Regions from separate parts of the Gossypium hirsutum genome. Here region 2 is linked to region 1. Evidence: chromatin contacts called from public Hi-C data. All regions are on one chromosome and are shown on one strand. The core of a region is the stretch at or near the end of the contact, and the rest is flanking DNA. Distances in the headings are between cores, read along the strand shown.

Region 1 (6,463 bases), core at 1,786-4,285:
TCTTTGATACGAAACAATATTTGTGGCATGAAAATTTTCCAAATAAAAAAGTCGAGAACAAAGTTCCAGTCTGATAACAGAGACAGCATATTTACAAGTGTAGTGGCCCTGAGTAGGATATGAACTAACGAACGAAGCAAACACCGTGGGAACCCAGTAATTCAGTCAAGCAATGAATACTAGGAAGGGTGATTATCATGCACGGGATATGCATTTACAAGCAGTTGCAGGTATACCCAATATGATCCATCAATAAATTGTCAAGCCATAGCTGTAGATTACAAAAATAGGGTCCGTGTTTGTCAAGTAGCATTAAATGGGGAACATATATAGTAAAGGCATGAATATACTTTATAAAGATATTTTTGGGGGTTACGAGTCTTATGACCCCACATGTACTGCTGGACTTTCAAAATTTCGACCATTGCAGAATTATGTCTGTGGGATCATAAAACTGAAAAAGAAAGAAATGAAGTTACTGGTAATCATCAGACTAAGGCAAACCGCTTATGATACTGCTAATTGGATGAATAATTGGATCTTAAGCCAAGAAAGCCTTCATTTATTGATAGTTTACCTCTAATTAAGTGCTCGTGCTGCCAAGATCAAAGTCCATGGTGTAGTCATACTCAATTGTCGGAATTACAGAGGTTACAAATTTCAAGAACAAGAAAAGATACCTGCAATAGTTCAAATGAAATAACAATTCATGAGGAAAAAGTCACACCATGTAAAATCTAATCTATTGGAGAATTGCTTCACAGTAACAATCTAAGTAATTGCAGTAGAATACCCAAAAGTAAATGTATACTGCATCTTTAAGAGGGTAAGAGAAGAATATTATGATTGTAATTGTAAAGGAAAATTGTGCCAAAAAGTTATCACACCGCACACATGTTTTCTCAAAGGTGAAAGGGTCAATTCCAAGCAATTTAGCAGTGAGGGGTCAAAAGTTTTACTTATCAACTTCAGGTTCTACTCCACGTGACATAAGCACATCAATGATCTTTTTCATGACAGCCCCATGTCTGCATGGATGTACGGATGCATGCTTCCCAGGTAAGTGAGGATGGTCCTCAATAGTAACCTATACCAGTAAATTAGCATAGAGTAAAAAACATCTTCCAAATTCCTAATGAGCAAACTAAAATCTGTACTCCTACCACTTAAGGAAGAATGAGAGATATAATTTGAATTAGTAAATACAGCCTACCGTTTTGTGTGCATGATCCTGACTAACATCCTCCAGAACAAGCTCTGGTTGTAAGAGCATCCTTGACTATAAACAAATTCAGATGAGGACAACATTTGCAGCCATATCAATCAGTTCAATATTTGAATACACAGCTGTAAAAACAAGGATTCTCAAATACCTACCTCATCATACCCAGTAAGCCACACACGAGGAGTCTGATAGTATTTATCATACCTACAAATTTGATAATGTTTGTCAAGTTTGAGATTTCACAAGAAAATACATAGCCTGAAAATGAATCCTAAGCATGTTGGCAGGCACCAGAATTGTCTTACGTGATGCTGACATCATAGGTTCGGGTCCGTAAAATATTGTCATTATCAGGCTCTTGAGCAACAAGATATGTCGGTTGTAAAGTAGCCTGCATTGATCAGAGACATATCAGATAAGTACACAGACATTTGAACCTCTAAAAGGGAAAGAGAAATTAGAATCTATATCCTTGAGGAGAGGTTGTTAAGCATAAACCTATATCCTTGCACCTTATCACAACATAAATCCCCCCCCCCCCCTTCAAAGGTATTAACCAAGATATGTAATATTAAGATAATGCAGGACATTGGTTGATAAGCTTAGAACTCTGATAAAAGGCTAATCTAAATCAACTGGTTACAAAAAGAAAAAGTTACTCGGCTAGTTTTTGAATCTCAGAAATCATATAAGTTTCTCAGCACTTACCGCATCAGTCTCAACAAGATTGTCAGCTTCTTCATAATCAGCCATGTCGGGTATATCTTCTTCGTCTTCACCAACCCCAAAATAAGAAGGTATTGATCTTACAGCATTCTGCCTTATTTCTAGAGTCTCCATTGAAGGCAGGTTTTCCTCCACATCACTTTTATCTGTCAGGAAGATTAGCCGTGTGAAGTCCACAAATTCATCCTAGAATCAACACAAGCACAACCTCAAGGAAGAAGATAATACCTTTGGGTTTACCATGAGTTGCCAACCAACCATCATTGTCTTCATTATCAAGAAGAACCTCTCCTCCTGCAGCTTCATATTCTTCTTCCACTGACGCAGCCCTCCTTAGGCAGGGCACTAACCACAAAATCACCAAATAAAATTACTAGTACTAATCAGATATGCAGTTCAAAGGAAAATCAATTGAAACAACAAGAAAAGAAAATTAAGTGAGATCGTGGTCAATTTACCATTTCTAGTAATCAAGTATTGCTTTTCGGTCGGTAAATAGGACTTCCTCTTGCTTGGCTCTCCAGATTCCCTAGTATTCATAACAATTCACTGAGTTAAATTGTTATACCATGAATTATGAAGCTATACGACAAATTTTCCCCAAAACTATTAATCCATTAATGTCGATGTATAATATGAAAATATAAAAGGATTCATATAATTCCAAAACTACTAAAGCAAGTTACAAACAAAGAACCAAAGATACATATGTTGATAGTATGGTGAAGATACCAAGACCAGGTAGGGCATTTGGATACGAGATTATCACCGGCCAGGATGAACTCGGAGACGCTTAAAACTCCTTTCTCTTTAAAAGCAGAGACGGTTCGAGGCCCTGTTATTCTTTCCACAGTTCCTTTGAATGCCTCATGAATCCTCTGAGAAAGTACCATATTTTTTCCGAATTTCTTGATTCAATTTAATGTACGATCAAAGGAGAGAGGATATAATCAAAACCCTAGCGATTCAATCGAAGTCGAAGGTTGAAATCCTAGAGATCCCGTACGGACGAGGTAGAGAGAGAAAGGGATCGTCGAATGCGCTTGCGTTGTGGTGTTGTGTTGCGTAGGAGAAAATAATAGCGTGTGGCGTATGAGTTCTATCATCCGTGAGCCCATTGGACATCGTAAACCCGATGGTCTGGCACGGACGGCTGTGATTGGTTAGTCGCATGTGTAGGTTACGCCCCTCAATTAATACTTGGGTAAATTTCGCATTTAATCAGCTAACTCTTGTAAGTTTTCATTTGGTCACTGAAAATAAGAAAAATTCAAATCTAGCACTGCCTTAGATGGTTGGTTCTAGCCACTCACCCTTAATTTGGCTAACGGGGATGTTTCTATACTTTAGTTTCTCAATTTTAATAAAATTTTATTTTGGTCAAAAATATTTCAATTTAGAATTAAAATATTTCATTTTGGTGAGTAATATTCTTTGCAAAAATCCAGGTTTTCTCTCATAAAAATGAAGGTAATTTCTCGCAAAAATGTAAGTTTTTCTTTTTTTACTAGACTAAACTAAACTTAAATTTAAAAATGGAAAAAGTAAAAGAAATTAAAATGAAAAAAAATTGGTTTTTCCTATAAAACCCTAAACTTTTCTCAATAAAAATCTAAATTTTAACTTTTCTCAATAAAAATCTAAATTTTCTTTTCACTACAGAAAAATTAAAATTAATTCAAAAATTAAAAAATAAAGGAAATTAAAAAGATAAAATGGTTTTTACCTATAAAAAGTCAATTTTTCTTTTTTGTAAAAATCCAAGTTTTCTCCTATGAAAACCCAATAATTCAAGAAATCGTTTTATAGATCCTTCCCACCACATTATTCATGGTCTTTTTTCAATTATTTAATGATATTTCAACACTTTTTTCATGTCATTAACACATAATTTTTATAATTTTTTTTACCCTGAACCCCAAACCCCGAACCTTGAACCTCAAACCTTGACTTTTTTACCCATATATTGTAAAAAAATAAAAATTTCGAAAATGGTATCCCAAACCCATTAATTACGGGTATGGGTTGTTTTAGGTGGTGGAGGGTGGTACAGAGGCAACCCCACCAATTTTTTCTGACACCGACAGATTTCTGTTTAATTTTTTTTAAAACAATTTTATATTAGGTGGTACCTTGTTGATTGGCGGCATCAAAAGGCATATCTTATACGGGTCATATAGGGTGTCAGTTTGGTGGTGCCATATTGGCAGGTGACACTAGTGGTGCCCAAATCAAAGGCGACACCCATTTTGAATATTGCTAGACATTAGGCAACAAAGAACACATCTCGAGCATTAACAAGAAACTTAACGAAAAAAAACTCAAACATTGAACGGATGCACGCACAAGCACACCAAAAAAGAAAACTTGTGTATGGTCTAATATGCATAAAAAGTTTTATGTTTGGTTGGTCTCTGGGATATTGTAAGTTCATTACAGCAAAGAGGAGAATCATTAAGTTTTAATGGAAAAGCAATGTATAGGCATGATGATGATTCACTTAACTAAAATCACGACAAAGGCAAGCGCACCTATCGAATAATAGTATAGCTATGGTGAGTCGGGAATATTGTATCCACGAGGACTAAAAGTACTATTACTTACTATCTTTCTATTATCTAGCCGGTAAATTGAAGAAGTTTATTTTTAATCTAAAATTATCTAAACTAATTATTAAGAATTCGACAGAGAATAAAGTAAGAAAATAATTGAATAAACCAATGAGAGAGACAATACCCAGGAAAGAATCCACCTTGACTTCACTTATTATTCTGAATATGAATTAATGATTTATTCACTTACCTTGATCTGTAGAAATCCATAAATTATATTAATATCTCTTTCGAGAGTAAAAATAACTGACTCTAGGTTGATTAATTGAAATCTCCTTCTAATTAAAACTCTTATTGTCGCATTAACTCGATCTATGGATTCCCCTATTAGATTTGACTCTAATCCGGTAGATTTATGTCGTCCTATTTCTAGGATTGCATGCAACTCCACTCAATTATGCCAGATATACTTTTAAACAGGGACTTTTGCTCCACTGAGTTAAGCACATCAATCATGAATTAATATCCTGAAAACATTAAAACATGGAATAAGTAAATATAATTGAGATAAAGAAATCAAGTATTTATCATGTAATTTAGAAAATTAAATAATAAGATCCATCATAGGTTTCATCTTTTCTAGGTATCTAGGGAATTTAGTTCATACTTTGGGAGGAAAACATCTCAAAATTAGGAAAATAACAAAACATAAAGAAACCCAAAAACTTCTAGAAAAGTTGACTGGAGATTTTCGATCTTGAAGGAGATCTTACTTCTAAGTTGATTCCGATAGCGTTCTTCGAGTAATTTCTTCGTTCTTCTCTACGTGCTCCCTTTTAATCCTCTTCTAATATGTATTTATAAACTTTAGAATGCTCAGAAACCCTAAAAATAAGGTTTTTTCGCATAAAAGAGAAGCAAGGTTCGAAATCGACACCGGCTGGCACATGGGCGTGTAGCCAGCCTGTGTGGCTTACATGGGCATGTGGCCAGTCCGTGTGGATCCTAGAAACAACTCTTTTTGCCCAATTTTGGCTCATTTTTCGCTCCTTTCACTCCTCTATGCCCACCTAAGTATAGAAACTTGAATTTAAAGGATTAGGAGCATCAAATTCACTAATTCACATAATAAATCATCCAAAAACACTTCAAGAATTGGATTAAAAACATGTTACTCTTATGGCTTATCAAGGCACCGTTTGGTGCTGCCTCTGACATGGGCACTACTAATGCCGCTTGTTAATATGGCACCACTAAATTGACATCATATATGACTCGTATAAAACATACCTTTTGGTGTCGCCAATTAATAAGGCACCACCCAATATAAAATTATTTTTAATTTTTTTATAATAGAAATTGTTGGAGTCAGAAAAAATGGGTGGTGTCGCCTCTGCACCACCCTTCACCACTTAAAACAACCCATTCCAGTATTTAATGGGTTTGGGATACCATTTTTGAAAATTTTATTTTATATTACAATATATAGGTAAAAAAGCCTCAAACCCTAAATCTTGAACCTTGTTTAGGGTTTATGGGTTTGGGTAAAAAAATTACCAAAATTATGTGTCAATGACATGGAAAAAATTATTGAAATTTCATTAAATAATTGGAAAGGGACCATCGATGATGTGGTGGGAAGGGTCCATAAAATAGTTTCTCGAATTATTGGGTTGTAATTATAAAACTGTACTGTGACTTGACAATAGATTCATTTTCTAAATAAAACTTCACATATGTATGTATTAAGGTAGGTAGTATTGTACTAGTGAACATATCATTTTTTTACTAGTACTGGAACATATTGGTACCGGTCTGTTTTGATGTTATAACACCCCAAAATAGGGCCTAAGAGTTTTAGGGGTATTTTAGGAATTCTAGCCTTAGAGTGTTCAAAATTTTGTGACATGGTATATCGATAATATTTTCGATTATGGTTTTTAGAAAATCAAATCAATTT
Region 2 (6,463 bases), core at 1,518-4,017, 140 kb after region 1:
GGGCCGATGTCATTTTCCACTAAGCATATTATTGCCAAATTAATAAAATGGAGGGCTTTTTTTTGAACTTTAGTTAGATTAGATTATGCTGTCGAGTTAATCACAACTTGGGAATCTCTCCCTTTGGTCCCTTTTCCTGGACAAATAATGGTAACAAAACACTAATTCCCGATTAAAAAAAAAAAACTTTTTTTATCTAAAGAGCATTTACCAACAATAAATGGTTTCAAAACTGGACTTTATAGTCAATTGAATCGAAAGTTCCATTGCAAAATAGAGGAGACAAAGCTGCATGGATTCTCATCCTAGCTAGCTTTAAAGTTGATTGCAGTAAAGTTCGAAAAAGTATAATTTCTCGTTTTTGCTAAACAAATAATACCAGAAAACAAAAGAAAAGTGGCGTTGAAGAATTACACTCGCAATGAATAACTCGCCCTTATATTAATATTTTACGGTGGAGATTTCATTTTTAATTATCCCAATGGATTAAAGTGGAAAAGAAACCACGAGATTCACGATTCAAGAGCCAGCTTTCCTTGTGATGAAGGAAATGCATTGGAATATTATTTGTATGAGAGGAGATGAATAATTTTCAAAGTTAGAGGGTATTGACCATGAAAAAGATTACACGTAGTGAAATGATATGTGTGTTTGCTAGTAGTAATCCCAGGAGAACGGCTCCTCGATCCGGAACCCAGCATCGACTGCACATATTTGCCATGCCGATGAAGAATAAGAGCAGAATCCATCGTTTCGGTCCGCAGTATCGATAATTAGATCGGGCAGATCGAACAAGGTGTCGTCGTCATCAATGGAGGGTGAACTTGATGATTCTTGTGTATTGTGAAGTTCTTCATGGCTTACTCCAGCTTCGTTCTCGACGTTGCATTGCCTTGTGTCGAGGAATGTCGAGGCAGCCGCTTGAGAAGCCGCTGCTTGGATGTCTTTGGGAGACGTAGTAGCAGGGCGTGGGAGTTGCTTTGCGATTTCAGGGAAATTAAGGTAAGCCGAGGGACCTTTAATGGCAAGTGCCGCTACATCATGAGCTCGAGCAGCCATTTCAGCTGTGGGGTATGTTCCGAGCCATATTCTCGATTTCTTCCTCGGTTCTCGAATTTCAGACACCCATTTGCCCCAACTTCGCATACGCACTCCTCGGAACGTCCCATGCTTACTATCGTTATTACCACAAGTACTCCTTTGTCTCTTCTTGTTCTCATTATCATCATTCTCCATATCTCCACCTTTCTTCAATCTTTTTCAGCTACACCGTTTGGATGACAACCCGAAGTCGAGGAGGAAGAACAAGTGGAAGATGTGGGAGTGGCGGTGTAAGAGACGATGGAATAAGAGCTAAGCAAGTCGTTATGACAATGAGAAGCATCATTCTCGATGTTGATATCTCTTCCAAATTCCATGACAGATTACAGGCCTAGTTGCAAGTAAAGAAAGAATATATCAAAATGAATGGCATATACATAGTGGTCTAGAGGGGATTATATGCTGCCTAATTCCATGAATTCTGGTCTTTAAAAAAAACATAATCATGTAAGGAAAGAAAGAAATAAAGAAGACTGGGGTCCATGGCATATATATATATAAAAGCCATTACAGTTCATCTAATTTGTTTCCCATGTGGAAAATTAAATAAAATGTACTGGAATTGGAGATGATCTTGGTTGTACTGTCAATTTTTACCTCTAGTGAAAATTCAGGCTTTGCATTCCGGGTATCTCTACCTAATGGTATGTTGATTATAACAATTCTCTACTTTTTCCCATATGCAGAAAAACACTTTGAAAAACCAGTTTTGGTCTTTAACCGATCATATATACACCCATACACTGTTTTTCACATGAACCTCGTTTCAAATACCCCACTCACAGTCCATTGAATTTCACATGCATGTTTTCTTCTCCTTTCTTTTTCCTGTTCTTTGATGGAACTGGTTCGATCAAAGAAAAGAAAAAACATAAATTAATTGTCATCTTCCAAGCTCTAATCATGTCGCATATAAACCTGATAGGATTCTCACCAGTTTCATACATCACCTATCAATTCATTTGTTTATTTTCAAAGGGCCACTTGTGTTTTCATCTCCGTTCATTGAACACCCTTAATTGGATTAATAAAATAAAATTAGCCAATGGAAGATCTTGCAATATATATACTTAACAGCAATGAACAGATTGACCAACAGATTGCAAAGCAGCCATAGAAAGTAAACACGTGGGTTGTTTTTATAAAGGAATAGGACATCTGATCTAAAGCAAACTAACACATATGAAGAGTGCTTAACAAATCCCAAATTTTCTTTATTTATTTCTGTAATCTTTAATTAAACTCACTAATCATTATTAGAAGAAGGTATTAAGGGAGAGGGGATATGACAAAAGCAAGAACGGGGGATACGCTTTTTCATTGGTTACTGTTCATCACGATGGAACACATGAGGCCACATGCCTGTGGGGTCCTCATTCTAAGCATGCCCTCTCTCATTCCCAGATTTTCTTTTTAGCTAACTACTCTATTGAAATTTTCCCATTTTCTTTTTTAACTTTCTGTTGCGAGAGAAAAATAACGATCTAGCAGTGAAGATGAAGAAAGGGAGAAAATACAGGGAGAAAGGAGGAAGAGAGAATGAGAAATTTGTTTTCCAATTTCATAACCATATTTCAGCCTTTGCTTCTGCTTTTTAGTGTGAGTAATGGACCCCAAAAACCACCTGGCAACTAACAGTCTAGGTGTCCCCAAAACGAATAGTTTCATTAAATGACTAGTGTGAGTAATGCTTTTTAGTGTGAGTAATGCTTTTTAATGACGTGACCCTGTCTTATTACAATTAAAACAAAGATAAAACACAACATTTTTACATAACAATTAAACTAACTAAAATAATAGAAATTCAAACATTTGCAGTAACTTGCTATTGTCTCAAACACCATTACTTTCTTCTTTCCATAACAAGTAGTTCCTCCGTAGAGTTGATTCTTATCCTCAAGGATCAAAAGTATGGTACTATTGCTGGAAAGTACTCCAAGTTTCCTAGGTAGAGTCTTTTGGATATGTGTCTGCCCATTCCACAAGCACCTCACTAGTAGCTTGATTGCCCCTCTTAGTCATCCTTCTCTCAAAAGTTCTGACTGGCTCCTTCAAAATAGAACCACCTGAACCTACAAGAGGTAAGTTACGATTACTAGTTGCGAAACCAATATGTTTCTTCAATTGGGAAACATGAAAAATTGAGTGAATTTGAGCTCCCACAGGTAACATTAATTTTTAGGCTACCTTTCCAACCTTGGCCTCCACAGGGTAAGGACCAAAATACTTTGGTGAAAGTTTTTGGTTCCTTAATTTTTGTAGAGAATGTTGTCTATAAGGCTAAAGCCTCAAATACACTAGATCTCCCACATTAAATTGTCGATCCGATCTTTTCTTGTCTGCCATCTGCTTCATCCTCTATTGTGCCCTTTTTAAATAAAACTTGAGCAACCTTCTCAATGTCTAAGGCTTCTGTCAATCTTTTCTACCTGCAAAGATCCAGCCAAATAAGGCAAATGAATAGGGGGTACTTGACCATACATGACCTTATATAGCGTGGAACTGATTGCTGAATGAAATGTGGTGTTATACCACCATTCTGCTAAAGGCAACCAGTTGGCCTAGTCAAAAGGTTTCTCTCCTGTCATGCATCTAAGATATCCTTCTAAGCACTTGTTCAGAATTTCTATTTGACCATTTTTCTGTGGATTGTATGCTGTTGACAAGGGTAGTTTAGTACCAAGATGTTTGAAGAGTTGTTGCCAAAAATAACTAACAAAAACCTTGTCTCTATCTGAAACAATAGACTTAGGGGCCCCATACAACTTCTATACCTAATCCAAATAAGCCTGAGCCACGGTGGTAGCAGTGTGGGGATGTGTCAAGGCAATGAAGTGATCATATTTGGTCAATTTGTCCACTATCACCAAGATGGTGGTCTTGCCTTTGGACAAGGGTAAACCCTTCACAAAATTCATGCTGATGGTAGCCCATGCCCTATTAGTAATAGGCAATGGTTGTAGTAAGCCAAGATAAGCAACAATGTCACTTTTGCATTTTTGGCAGATGGAATACGCTTGTACCCATGTTTTCATATCTATAGAAAGAACCTTCCAATAAGCGAACCCTGTTATTCATTGTCTAGTGGCATGTATTCCTGAATGGTCACCAATCGCCTTTTCATAAAAAAAGATGAAAGATGGCCTTTCTCAATTCCAGCTGGTTTCCTACAACTGTTTTCCCCTTCCTTCTAAGAACTTTACCGTCCTAAGAGTACTTAGGGTGTGAGTGAGGTTGGTCTTGTAAGTCCTTACACAATTACTGTAATTTATAGTCTTGCCAACTGACATCTAAGACTTTTTCCAGCAAGTTAGGCCACGATAAGTTACTGTTGCTTGCACACTAAAATAACTAACCCGCATCAGTACAAGGCCTCCTAGATAGAGCATTAACAACAATGTTTTAAGATCCCCTTTGATAAAAAAATGGAGTAGTCATACCCCAACATCTTGGCAACCCACTTTTGCTGAAAATGGGTGATTGCATGATTTTCTTAGAGAAACTTCAGGCTCTGGTGATCTATCTTAATCAGGAAGTGACTTCCCACTAAGTATCAACGACATTTTTTTATAGCTAGGAGAACTGCTAGCATATCCTTTTCATAGATAGATAGGGCCTGATGTTTGATACCTAAAGCCTTACTGAAAATGGCTACTGACTTCCTTTGTTGCTGAAGCACTGCCCCAACTCCCAAGCCACTAGCATCAGTCTTCACATAGAAGGTTTTCTGGAAATCAGGTAAGGTCAGTACTTGTGCTTAACAAATAATTTCCTTAAGCTATTGGAAGGCCCTTTGCATCTTATTAGTCCACTGCCAAACAACATTATTCTTTAGTAAGTTAATGAGTGGCATAGATAAAATTCCACATCCCTTTATGAACCTTCTATAATATCCTGACAACCCTAAAAACCCTCTCAACTCCTCGATATGGTGAGCGCCAGGTAAAAACCCCTTCCATCTTTGTAAGATCCATACTAACTGTTCCAACAGAAATAACATAGCCTAAATGCTTAACTTGGTTGATACTAAATTAACATTTGCTTCTTTTAGCAAATAACTGGTTGCTTCTTAACACTTGCAGCACTTCTCTTAAATGCTTCAAGTGAACTAACCAATCCCGTGAATACACTAATATGTCATGAAAAAACACCAAGACTGATTTTCGAAATAGTGTCTTTAAAACAACATCCATAAAAGACTGAAAACTTGAGGGTGCATTTGTTAACCCAAAAGGTATTACCATAAATTCATAATGCCCTTTGATCGCGAGATTTCATGATAGGTTTTAAATATTTATAATTACTCATTCTTGAACTAACTATTATTGCGATGTAGGCAAGTGTACCTATCGAACAATAGTATAGTTTTAGTAAGACCGAATTGTCGAACCCAAAGGAACTAAAAGTACTAGTGACTGTCTTTTTCTTATCTAGGCTAAGAATAAAGAGGTTTTATTTTAATTAACTAATTATCTAAACTAAGAACTCACAGAGAAAAGAATTGAGGAATTGCTATTGGGAAAATCGATTAAATGAAGACAATACCTAAGGAAAAATCCACCTAGACTTTACTTGTTATTCTGGCTCCGAATCGGGCGATTTATTCATTCAACTTGTTCCGTAGAGATCCCTAAGTTATGTTATTATCCCTATTCAAGACTAATAACATCTAATCCCTAGATTGAATAACTGAGACTTTTCTTTAATTAACACTCTAGGGTTGCATTAACTCGATCTATGGATCCCCTTATTAGGTTTCACCCTAATCTGGCAAAATCTTGTCATCTATTTCTAGGCGCGCAATCAACTCCGTTTAATTATGACAAAAGTACTCTTAGACAGGGTCTATTCCTTCTCTGAATAAGAGCATGTCTTGAATCAGTATCCTGGGATATCAAAACAAGAATTAAGAACACATAATTAAGAACAAGTTAAATATTTATCATACGATTCAGAAAATAATAACAAGATTCGTCTTAGGTTTCATTCCCCTTAGGTATTTAGGGGTTTTAGTTCATAACTAAATAAGACAACATCTTAGAAGAATAAAGAATACAAAACATAAAGAAAATCGAAAACTCCTGAAGGGAAATTGAGGAGAGATCTTCAGTCTTGATGATGAATCCGGCTTCTGAGATAGATCAATCAGCTTCATTGGAGTAATTCCTTACCCACTCTTCTCCGTTTTTTTGTCCTCTTCTAGGGTGTATTTATAGGCTTTGGAATGCCTAGAAGCCCTCGAAAGTGGCCTTTTCCGAATTGGACTTAACTTGGGATTGGCAGGGACACGCCCATGTGCGATTACTTCAGGCCGTGTTCAAGCCTGTTAGAATGGCAGGGGCGTGTACTATACCCGTGTGAG

Evidence for each region. Hi-C and Micro-C count contacts between places; a contact is called where the count stands out from the background.
Region 2: a contact with region 1 is called in a Hi-C map of hypocotyl, with 1.7 times the contacts expected there. The contact joins the enhancer-like site here to the promoter of LOC121204493 in region 1. A contact is called at or near these places in 8 of 34 Hi-C or Micro-C datasets (anther, callus, hypocotyl and 2 more).

Annotation. Positions count from the first base shown.
Region 1 is chrA08:106,182,714-106,189,176 of Gossypium_hirsutum_v2.1, forward strand. It overlaps LOC121204493 (autophagy-related protein 3), which reads right to left and starts at 3,036. Exons shown (of 10, transcript XM_041074344.1): 1 at 2,684-3,036; 2 at 2,410-2,480; 3 at 2,180-2,296; 4 at 1,934-2,097; 5 at 1,531-1,616; 6 at 1,378-1,429; 7 at 1,214-1,279; 8 at 960-1,087; 9 at 578-680; 10 at 1-271. The coding sequence starts at 2,844. The coding sequence ends at 584.
Region 2 is chrA08:106,322,619-106,329,081 of Gossypium_hirsutum_v2.1, forward strand. It overlaps the pseudogene LOC107929640. Among protein-coding and RNA genes, the nearest start is that of LOC121205254, 10 kb to the right of the region's middle. Within about 2 kb of position 2,768, at least 3 of the 9 cell types and tissues checked have an H3K27ac peak or open chromatin away from gene starts, as enhancers often do. A contact at or near this core is called in hypocotyl, where this site is marked.